3 separate regions of the Sus scrofa genome follow, and all the other regions are linked to region 2. The links are chromatin contacts, called in public HiChIP or PLAC-seq maps. All regions are on one chromosome and are shown on one strand. Each heading gives the region's core, a stretch centred on a gene start, on an enhancer-like site or on the middle of the called end of the contact. The rest is flanking DNA. Distances are from core to core; before and after follow the strand shown.

Evidence for each region. HiChIP or PLAC-seq counts read pairs in DNA pulled down with a chosen protein or histone mark.
Region 1: a contact with region 2 is called in an H3K27ac HiChIP or PLAC-seq map of skeletal muscle, with 3 times the contacts expected there. The contact joins two enhancer-like sites.
Region 3: an H3K27ac HiChIP or PLAC-seq map of skeletal muscle shows a contact between it and region 2, with 9 times the contacts expected there. The contact joins two enhancer-like sites. A contact is called at or near these places in 2 of 47 Hi-C or Micro-C datasets (fetal skeletal muscle and skeletal muscle) and 1 of 2 datasets of contacts at active chromatin or transcription factors (skeletal muscle).

What each region holds. Positions count from the first base shown.
Region 1 is chr16:22,752,859-22,756,331 of Sscrofa11.1, reverse strand. All of the region lies in intron 9 of WDR70 (WD repeat-containing protein 70), which reads right to left. Among named protein-coding and RNA genes, the nearest start is that of WDR70, 150 kb to the right of the region's middle. Within about 2 kb of position 2,086, at least 2 of the 83 cell types and tissues checked have an H3K27ac peak or open chromatin away from gene starts, as enhancers often do. A contact at or near this core is called in skeletal muscle, where this site is marked.
Region 2 is chr16:23,318,612-23,321,995 of Sscrofa11.1, reverse strand. No RefSeq gene overlaps it. Among named protein-coding and RNA genes, the nearest start is that of EGFLAM, 83 kb to the left of the region's middle. Within about 2 kb of position 1,270, at least 2 of the 83 cell types and tissues checked have an H3K27ac peak or open chromatin away from gene starts, as enhancers often do. A contact at or near this core is called in skeletal muscle, where this site is marked.
Region 3 is chr16:22,634,709-22,638,172 of Sscrofa11.1, reverse strand. All of the region lies in intron 5 of WDR70 (WD repeat-containing protein 70), which reads right to left. Among named protein-coding and RNA genes, the nearest start is that of WDR70, 37 kb to the right of the region's middle. Within about 2 kb of position 1,387, at least 1 of the 83 cell types and tissues checked has an H3K27ac peak or open chromatin away from gene starts, as enhancers often do. A contact at or near this core is called in skeletal muscle, where this site is marked.

The sequences.
Region 1 (3,473 bases), core at 837-3,336, 570 kb after region 2:
TGGCGATTGGTGATGTTGTGACCCTTTTTCATGGACTTGTCCAACTGCTTCCTCTTTATGTGTTCTTATCACAGGTGTTCCTATCCCTCTATAATTCAATTTGCTGTCGAATTGTATTTTCCTAGACTGTAAGCTCACAAAAGCCCTTGGCACAGTGCCTATGCATACCGTAAGAGTTCAAAAACTATTTGTGCTATGGCTAAACAAATGATAAGGAAATCCTTACCACATTTCATCAAAACACTGAGCACATAGGAGATTAAAAAATAGGTACAGGATGACAGGGGACCTTCCTGTGATTCCCCTTCCAGTAAGGTCAACACAACGAATAATACATAAAGTACTACTGTAAAAGAACAACAAAAACATTGAAAAAGATTATCTGAGGAGTTCCCGCTGTGGCGCGGTGGATTAAGAATCTGACTGCAGTGGCATGGGTCACTGCAGAGATGTGGGTTGGATCCCCGGCCTGGCATAGGTCACAGCTGTGGCTCAGATTCAATTCCGGCCCAGAAATTTCCACATGCTGTGGGTGAGGCCATTAAAAAAAAAAAAAAAAAAAAAAAAAAAAAGGATTATTTGAAAGAGTGTAATTCAACAAAACCTTGGAGGTAGCCAACAATTATGAAAGTGAGCTATTTTTGTCTTTGAGTCACTAATTTTGCAGAACTATCATTTAGGACAATTTTCTGAAAAAGCAGCAACTGACCAAAAATTAAGCTGATGTCTGAAGCTTTTCTTTTTTTTTTTTTTTTTACCTCAAAGAAACATGTTCTAAGGTCAGTTACTGGACAAAAATTAGACACTGCTGCATAATAAACTACCCCAAATCCAAGGGCCTAAAACGACGAACATTTCTTGCTTTTAACTCCACAGATCAGTTGGCAACTCTATCCTGGCTATGCGCTCTCTCATCATTTTGTAATAGTCAAATAAATCAGCTAAGTTTGGCTTATTTAGAATGGCCTCCCTCACATATATTGTGGTTGGCTGGCTCTTGGATGGAGTGCAGGCTTGATGGCGTCACGATTCTCATAATAGCTAGTCAGGGTTCCGTGGGAGAAGTGCACAAGGCCTCTTGAGACCTAGCTTCATAATTGACACACCATTACCTCTGCTAGATCTATTAGCCAATGCAAGTTACAAGGCCAGCCTAGATTGAAGAAGTAAGCAAAAAAACTTGACCTCTGCAGAGGCACAATGCAAGGGGCACAGATACAGAGAGAGAGAAAACAAGGTCAATCTTTGCAACCAATGTCTCACACATGACTTGGCCCTATATTCGTATCTACCTATGGAAAGTATAGTTCAGTATACAATAGTCATAATGATGCTTGTAATTCAACAAGGAATTAAACAACAGTATATTATAGGGAGAAAAGTATACTGTAAAAAGCTTGCCATGATCAGAATTAAAGTTAAAAGATTCACATTAGATAACTCACTTTATTGCGGCCTCATTCCCCATTGATTTCCGAGAATAGTTTTTACCACAGTGCATTCTGTTTGCCTACTATGAGTGCTATCAACAGGCTTAAGAAAGAAACAGGACAGTCTATTGTAACACAGGTGAAAGGATTCAACTAAAATAAACAAGGGCTAAGCCCAGTCAGATCCTTTTAATTCAGAAAAACAAAAACCTTGTTTTATATAACTCAGGAAAAAGACTTCCTAAACACCTGCACACAGAGATAAAATTCTTAAAAACACTGATGGAATCACTCACTGGACCCCTGTACCATAAGGAGCCAGGTAAGTGCATGGGTAGGGATAAATGAAGAGTTCTTATGACAATTTCACCTAAACCTTGAAACCTACCTGAAATAAAACCAGACTAAAATGAAAAAAAAAATACTTTCATATGCACAAACTGATATTAGTAAGGGATTTTTCAGCAACCACAAAAACTACGCTGGCCTTGAATAGGTAAATAGAAACCAGACCAAATTACAGATAAGCTTGAAAGCATGCAGATCTTCAAATCCAAAGATATTACTGGGTGCACTTGATCCTTAGACTATGTGGCCTAGTTTTGCTGGATGACCCTCTAATTTCTGAAAAGTGCTACAGGATCCTCCTGACAACGACCTCTCCTAACTCCAGCATGGGAACTCTTAGCATTTCCGATGTGGATTTTAGAGACAAAGATAGAACACTGAGACCTGCCAAAGCTGAAAAGGATATCACTTTCAAAGGTTAAAAAAATCCCCCCCTCCTTTTTTTCTGATGACTACCCAATTACACAAGCCAGGCATGATACCCGGGAACAGTGAAAGAAGTCTTCCACAGGCATGGACAAAACAGTCTGTTCAAACTCAGTGAAGAAAAAAAAAAAAAAAAAAATGCAGGAGACACAAAGACAAAATGCATCTTTTGGAGGCTGTGCATGGCGTAGCTAATTTAGGGTGAAAAAAACCTTTTTTGAATCTAAAACAAAAAACTTAGAATCTAATTATGTTATTAGCATTTCTTATCAGGGCCTATTTGGTAATATTCAAACAGCATAGCTTTTCCTTTTTTTATTTTACATAAGAGCATCAGGTTATACAAGAGATTTATTCTTAAAAATCTGTAGGCAGAACAAAATTTTGTAAAGTGAAACCCATTCTTCCTCTGAGAGCTATTATAAAATCCAACATGTGTATCTATATATAAGCATGCTCTTGAGACCATGGATTTAGGTTATATTTTTGTGTACCACAATAAAAGTTGTAGCGTGATGTTCACTTTTAAGGTGATGTTCAATTTCCACCTGCCCAGCTGCTCTAGGTTCCAAGCATCTCTTGTCAATATCCAGCAGTGGCAATGTTCTAGTCCTCTTATTTATTTAAAATTCAAAAACAATGCTTTAATTTTATATTCAGAGAAACCTAAGGCATGGATTCAAGAACGGAGTACTTGTTCAGCCTGTGGGCTCTTCTACCATCTTAGTTGTTGAAGGTATTTGCCATCGCTTATTACTATGGAGACAGAGAAAAATATCTACCATAGGAATAGTCACAGTAAACTATGATTATTTGTTTTTGCAGAACCCAGGTTCTGTCACTGCTTCCCAAGAAGAGTCAGAGAAGTCTTACAGTGGTGTTCCTTAAAAAAGGTCTTTTTCTCAGAATTCTTACATAATCAATTTCACATCTTTTCACATATATCTATTGGAGTCTTATACAATAATAGTCTTTGGATGATTCCAGCAATTCCCAGCTGAACTAAATCCCAGATGGACTATAGGCAGATCTCTACACTAACAAAATTCTCAGTGTATCTTCCAACTTTGAAAACCATTTCCTTTATTCTCACTATTAAACCCTGATTTAAATGAGGTAAAACATATAATAGGCACATGTTTGTAATTATTAATCCACTAGTCATTCAAACAATCAGGTGCTCAAAGTCATACAGGTCGCAAGGACCTTAAGAGCTTGCATCAGTGAACAAATAAGCATGATCTGTAAAGAATGTCAACTGTTTGCCTG
Region 2 (3,384 bases), core at 21-2,520:
GAACAAAGTCATTCAAAATATTGAATGGACTTCCAGATTCAAACAACTAACATAGGTGACTTTGGAACATAAGTCAGTTCAGAAACAGGGATTTTCTGGACATTTGTGTGCGTGTGCATTAATAATGAAATGCAGACATGATTTTTACTAAGTTATTTAAACCTTGTCTCAGGTTTAGCTGTGAACCACCCACGGTCAGCTTGAAGCTGCGGGGGTACAGAGTAGGGGCATTGCTGGATGGAAGTGAAGGCTGAATGCCTGGAACTGAAAAGAAGACATTCGGTGGGAGAACAGCGATCCAGCTCTGGAAACCGAGAACCTACAGTAAGTCTAGGGCTGTGCTGGGCACCGTGCGCCAGAGTAAGGCTCCATCATGATGCCAAGGGACAAACAACGGAGTGAGGGGGCAACTGTAAGGAGGAGAAGAAGATGCATGGGGGGGGGGCTACACTGTGCGCAGGATAAGAGTGTTCTGGGGGCAGAGGTTGCTAGGGCTGGGGGAGCTGGGGCTGGGAGCTTTTTGGAGGCGGAGGCTCGTAGGGGGAGGTGGTCCTGCAGCTGACCTTGAACGAGGGTGGGTCTATAGCCTCAGGAGGGAAGGAGCGCTTGTCCCAACCTGGGCCGGGAGAACTGGTGCAGCAGAAACAGAGACCAGGGTGCTACAGCCCAAAGCTCTGTGTTAGCAAGTCTAAAAATACCCTCTCTCTCGCTCTTTTTTCTCCCTCTTGGTCTCTTACTTTTCTTCTCACCCTCCTTCCTATTTTCTTCCTTCTCTCATGATCCCTTCTGGCAACCCTGGGACTCACTTGCTCATCCCTGCCAGGGAAGCTTTTCCCCACCCCTCATCACCCCCACCAGATGGGTCAAAACCTTGAGGGGGTGCCCTGCTGTTCAGGTACAGGTTGGCAGCAGCTCCAAAGCCCCCTCCTCCACCCGCCCCCCTTGACTCCGTTCTCTCAAATGCCAATTAACAGGTGTCAGAAATGCTGGCCCGGACTAAAGGACCCACGTCTGCATAACAACCCAACTATTTTGGCTGTCCACCCCGTGAGCATAAATATCGTGGTGTTTGAGCCCTTGGGGCCTGTGGAGTTTACAAGTATGCTGTCAAGATCTCTTCATTGGGCTAGTGCTTGAAGTGCTGCCAAAAAGCCAGGGGACTCCTGTGCTTTTATGTGTGCCCAAGCGCGGGCCGCCCTGGCTCCGAGAGGAGCCCTCTGGGGACCCACTGTCGGTGTGAATCTCAAACAGCAAGCTGACATTCCGGTTGGGAGTGTGACAGTGCATGCCTGGGTGATGATGCCAGGGCGGCAGGTGACACGGGTCCACTGCGGAGGGGGAGAGCGACGGCAGTGGCTTCTAGTTACATGTCCTCAGAGCTCTGAAGGATGGAATTGGGGTCGGGGGAGCGGTGATAACATGACGTTACAAAATCCGGATGTCCTGATCACAGAGACCACTGCGATTGGCCATAGGAGCGCTGGTGTTCCCAAAAAAGGCATCCGACTTGGGCTCATCTGGGATTAAAGACATTGCAGGCCAGAGACACTGACTATGGGTCAACGCACGCATGCGCACACACACAGTCTCCCGGACATTGAGAGAGTAGGCATCCATCTGATGCACCCTAGGTGCCTCCCAGAGGAATTCCTCTTTCTGGGCACTGTCCCCTTCTCCCTCCCCCAGGCCTCATGCCCTGCCACCGAGCTTCTAACCCAGGGTAAACATCTGAAAACAGAGTGGCTGCCAGGGAGGAGAAAAAAGAGGCCAGGATGGAATGGATGGGGTGGGGCATGGCGACAGGAAGAGCTCAAAAGATTCTCAAGTTGGGTGACTACCAAGGTTGGCTTATCCCAGAGGGCAGTTGGGCCCCGGCCTGGCGGGCATGGGGGAGCCGGTGCAATGCTTGCTCCCGCCGGTGGGGGCAGCCTTTCCTCTGCCTTGACCAGCACACTGCGCAGGCTCTGCTCAAGGTTCCAGTCTGAGGGAGCTTGTGGGACCTTTCAGAAACCTGGTTTCACCCCAAAAAGAGCTGTATCAAACCGTTTGAGAAAAAGTTGTCTCCTCCACTTTGGAGTTGGGATGGCAAATTGGAAAAGTCCACTTCAGAGGCCTGATTTGGGGGGGACACTATATAGAGATCCCCACAATTTCAACCAGAATATGCTTCTGTGGTCCTTGTTCTAGAAACTCCAAGGAGGAAGGCCTTCCTGATGTCCCTAGCTCTTCACACTTGTCCCAGAAGCCCTGAATACTATAGATTTTATATTGGGGTGGACCAACCCCGAGAGAGAGGCACTGAGGTGTAGAAGATGTCATACTTTGGGGGGCAAAACCCAGCTCATGGCGCCCAAAGAAATACTCTTTCTGCTACACTGTTCCTTGTTCTCTCCACCTCACACATAACCCATTAACTTATCAAAATGAAACAATAAATTATGACAAATAAAAGCATCCTTAGGAAGAGTTCCTCTCCCCTGCAGTAGGCTATACACTGTGTGAGCCAACAGAGGTGGCCTCTCTTCCTTGGCTCCCTGGTCCTTGACACTCTCGGTGCAGTATTTACTTTGTGTGCTCCTGGCCCCTGACCATTTGAGGAGAAAACAGCCCTGCACTGCCCTGATGAGTCTCACAAGAATCCTAAAATGACACAGAGTCCTGCTCCTCAACTGTGAGGATTTGGAAGAAGGCGGCTGCCTCTAAGCCAAAGCCAGATGCCAGTGAAATAGGAAGCTTTCAAAAGGATCAGGTCCGTCCTCCTGAACTCTTGTTGGATGAAGACAGAAAACAAAGAATTCCACCCAACATGAGAAAACAATTTGTTTCTCTGCTCCAGGGTGGCCAGAGGCCGCTGAGCTGTAAAGTCTGAAGGGAGCGGTAGGTTTGAGGAGGTTGTTGTGGGGGTCACTTTTATTGTAGAGCGCAGGGTCCCCAAGATGGCCAAAGGGGACTGTCAGCATCTTGGATCTTCACCCTTTGGGGGGAGGGCCACCCTGGGCAGACATTTCGCTGATCATAATCACTTTTCTATGTAACTGGACCTTAATTCATTCGGTAGTCTGAGCTACGGAAGGGCGGCACAGATTAGCGAGCTATGTCGGTAACTGACGAAGTCTGCGCCTGGCGTGCGTTTGTGGGGAAATTAAAAATAAAGTGAAGCTCATCTGAAAAATGTGTGGACTAGAATTAGCCGTCTCCTGACTGGTCACGCATGGAACTTTGTCGGAGATGACCAGGACAGAAAAGTGAGACCTGGGCAGCAGATCGGGCCGCGCTGCCCGCCAGGTCCTTGGGAGCCTGTCATAATTTATAATGGATTATCTTAGGAAATAGATGAGGACGGCTTGTGTTCAGGAGCCAGGAAAGATGGCTTGGGTTTAAAAA
Region 3 (3,464 bases), core at 138-2,637, 680 kb after region 2:
CACAGGTTTGATCCCTGGCCTCGCTCAATAGGTTGAGGTCTAGCATTGCCATGAGCTGTGGTGTAGGTCACAGATGCGGCTCGGATCCCGTGCTGCTGTGAGGCAGGAAGGAAGCTGTAGCTCTGATTTGACCCCTGTGCCATGGGTGCGGCTCTAAAAAGCCAAAAAAAGGGGGGGGGGGAGCTAGGAAAAAAAAATTAGGGGGTCATGAAGCTCTGTTATTGCACATAGAGGAAAAACAAAATTGAAAGGCTCTGTGAGGAAAAAAGGACAGCTGTTCAAAGAAAAGCAGAAAAGTCAACGTGGGTAGAGAAGAGTGAGCAAGAGAGGAGTGGAAGGAGATCAAGTCAGAGAGACTTGCAGAAGCCAAGTCATGCAGGGTCTTAGGAGGTCAAGGCAAGGAACTAGGATTTCTTAACAATGTGATAGGATAGGAAGAAACTGGAGAGTTTACTGACAGGAAAGAAAGCAGGGAAGTGACAAGCTATTATACGTGTTTTTTAAAGTTTGGGTTACCCTGGGGATCAGAGAAATAAACCTTCTTATTTGCCAAGAGACTTATAAGTTATAAAGAAACTATCCTGAAAATTCCTGCCACTAAGACTTATGCTATACAGGAATGTTACTGATTTTAAAAACTTAAAGATAAAAAACAAACTTTAAATATAACTGTCATAATATTCTCAAATCACAAAAAAATAAAGAATTTTCTATATTATGCTTCAATATAAAGTAACTATTCCAGCATTAATCTCAAACTAAACCTCACCTGTTCCAATTTCTGGAAGACATTGTTTATAAAATTCTTTTTTTCTTCCACTTGTAGACAAGACAGTTGAAAAAAAAAAAAATGGATTTGTGCCAAAAACCAAAATGCTTCTACTGCCCCCTAGTGCTCATCTTAAAGAATGAAGACTTTCCCACATTAGTTTGGAAATAGTAATGACACATTCACTGGATTTTGGAATAGAGCTTCTAGCAACCTCTGCTGACAGAACCTTGCAGGTGTAATTAAACTGTCTTGTTTTAAAGAACATTAATTTTCCTCTGAAATTAGAATCATTAAGTTTCCTCACAATGTTTTTAAAAAACTTTTCTTTCCAGCCAGCTGCACTTAAATTAAAATTGGTCATTAATCAAATATTGGTAATGATGATGAAAACAATAAGAAAATCCAGCAATCTGAGTATTTAGTATGTGTCAATCCCGATGTTAAGTGTTTACATAAATTACCTCATTCTATATCAATCAACTCCTGAGAACTAAAAGAGAGGGTTTTTTTTTTCCATTTTTAACACTTCAAACTTTCCCTAATGCATGAGAGAAAAAGACTGACTGATACAGGTGGTTGGCAATGACCAAGGCCAAAGAGATGAGAAGCCTCAGACCAGAAGTCAGGGAAGCACAGTGGTGGCCCAAACTTGGACTCTTCACCACGGAGCATGCCAACCAGGGAGTCAAAGAAAGTTCATGGAAAACAGGTGCTCACAGCTAAAAAGTCACTGTTACATCTAGCCTTTAGTTACAGTCATAAAAACGCAACTTTCAATTTTCTGTAGTAATGGGAAACTGGATAGCAAGGATAATGAAAATCCTCAATAATCCCAGTTTCCATTTGATTATGTTACAACCTTCTTTACCTTTAAAAAAAATCAGAACTACACACATGTAATAAATACAGTTTAAAAATCACTTTCACCTCTTTCCTGACTCTACCCCCTTGAATTTTTGTTCACTTACTCAGTTCAAAGCAAAATAATAATATACCTCCAAAAACTCACTAAATACTCCTAATTATTTAACAGTTGGTGTAGTTTGACAAAGTTCAGTCATGGTTTGCATACCACTTTCATTTGCATTCTATTTGAAGGAACAATTTTATTACCATTGCAGATAAGATCAAACGAAGGGAAAGTGAAAAGTAAGTTTGTTATCAAAAGAAATTATAGGAGTTCCCGTCGTGGCGCAGTGGTTAATGAATCCGACTAGGAACCATGAGGTTGCGGGTTCGGTCCCTGCCCTTGCTCAGTGGGTTAACGATCCGGCGTTGCCGTGAGCTGTGGTGTAGGTTGCAGACGCGGCTCGGATCCCGCGTTGCTGTGGCTCTGGCGTAGGCCGATGGCTACAGCTCCGATTCAACCCCTAGCCTGGGAACCTCCATATGCCTCGGGAGCGGCCCAAGAAATAGCAACAACAACAACAACAACAAAAGACAAAAAGACAAAAAAAAAAGAAAAAGAAATTATAATATACATTAACATTGCCAATCCAGTGACTTCAGCAGTAACACTAAATCAACTACTAACCTGCAACTGAAGTGAAATGCGTATTAAAAAAAATAATCACAATCAGGCAGTATAGTTCTTAATGTAAAACTATCAATATGTTCTCTGGTAATTTTCCTTTCAATTCTGGTGCTATCGAGAACTCATTCCTTTTTGGCTACATCCACAGCACGTGGAAGCCCTGGGGGCCAGGGATCAAACCAATGCCACAGCAGAAACCCAAGTCACGAATAGTGACAACAGATGGTTAACCCAACATGCAACCAGGGAACTCCAAGAACTCATTTTTTTTTAAAGTTCATGACTAGAAGAGGCACAAAGAACTAACGGGGTGATGGAAGCTCCTACTTCTTATTTGGGATGGTGGCTACACACAGTGCATATAGAATTGTCAAAACTGCTCAGACTAAAAACTTAAGATCTGTACACATTATTAGATATAATTACACCTCAATCAGAACAATAACATTTTAAGTTTTGTGGGACTGTTTTAAGAGAAAACTACAACTTTTTTCTGTCTCATTTAACAGATAGGTTCACAAGCAATTCTAGTCTATATAAAGTAACTAATTAATCTCATTCAACTGTGGGGCCTGCTCTTACAATTATTAAACTATTATGAAACTAAATTTTAAACTTAGGACAAGGTATATATAATGGCTCTTACAAAAACAGGGGTCTAGTGAGTTCCCTGGTGGCCTAAGGGTTAAGGATCCGGCATTGTCACTACTGTGGCACAAGTTCAGTCCCTGGCGCAAGAACTTCCACATGCCACAGGCACAGCCAAAAAAAAAAAAAAAAAAAGGACAGCAGGTGTCTATTTTCATCTATTTGCATCTTGATGCTCACATTTCTTCTGTTCAGTCCTCTATCTCTACTTCCATGTAAAAACAGACTGATATGTCAAAAATAGAAAACACTCCCAATGCCATAAAATGAAGTTTTCAATTATAAAAACCAAATACAACATTGTAAATCACTTTAATCACTTTTTTTTTTTTTGGGGTCTTTTTGCCATTTCTTGGGCTGCTTCTACGGCATATGGAGGTTCCCAGGCTAGGGGTCTAATCAGGGCGGTAGCCGCCAGCCTACGCCAGAGCCACAGCAACATGGAATCTGAGCCGCGTCTGCGACCTACACCACAGCTCACGGCAACGCCGGATCCTTAACCTACTGAGC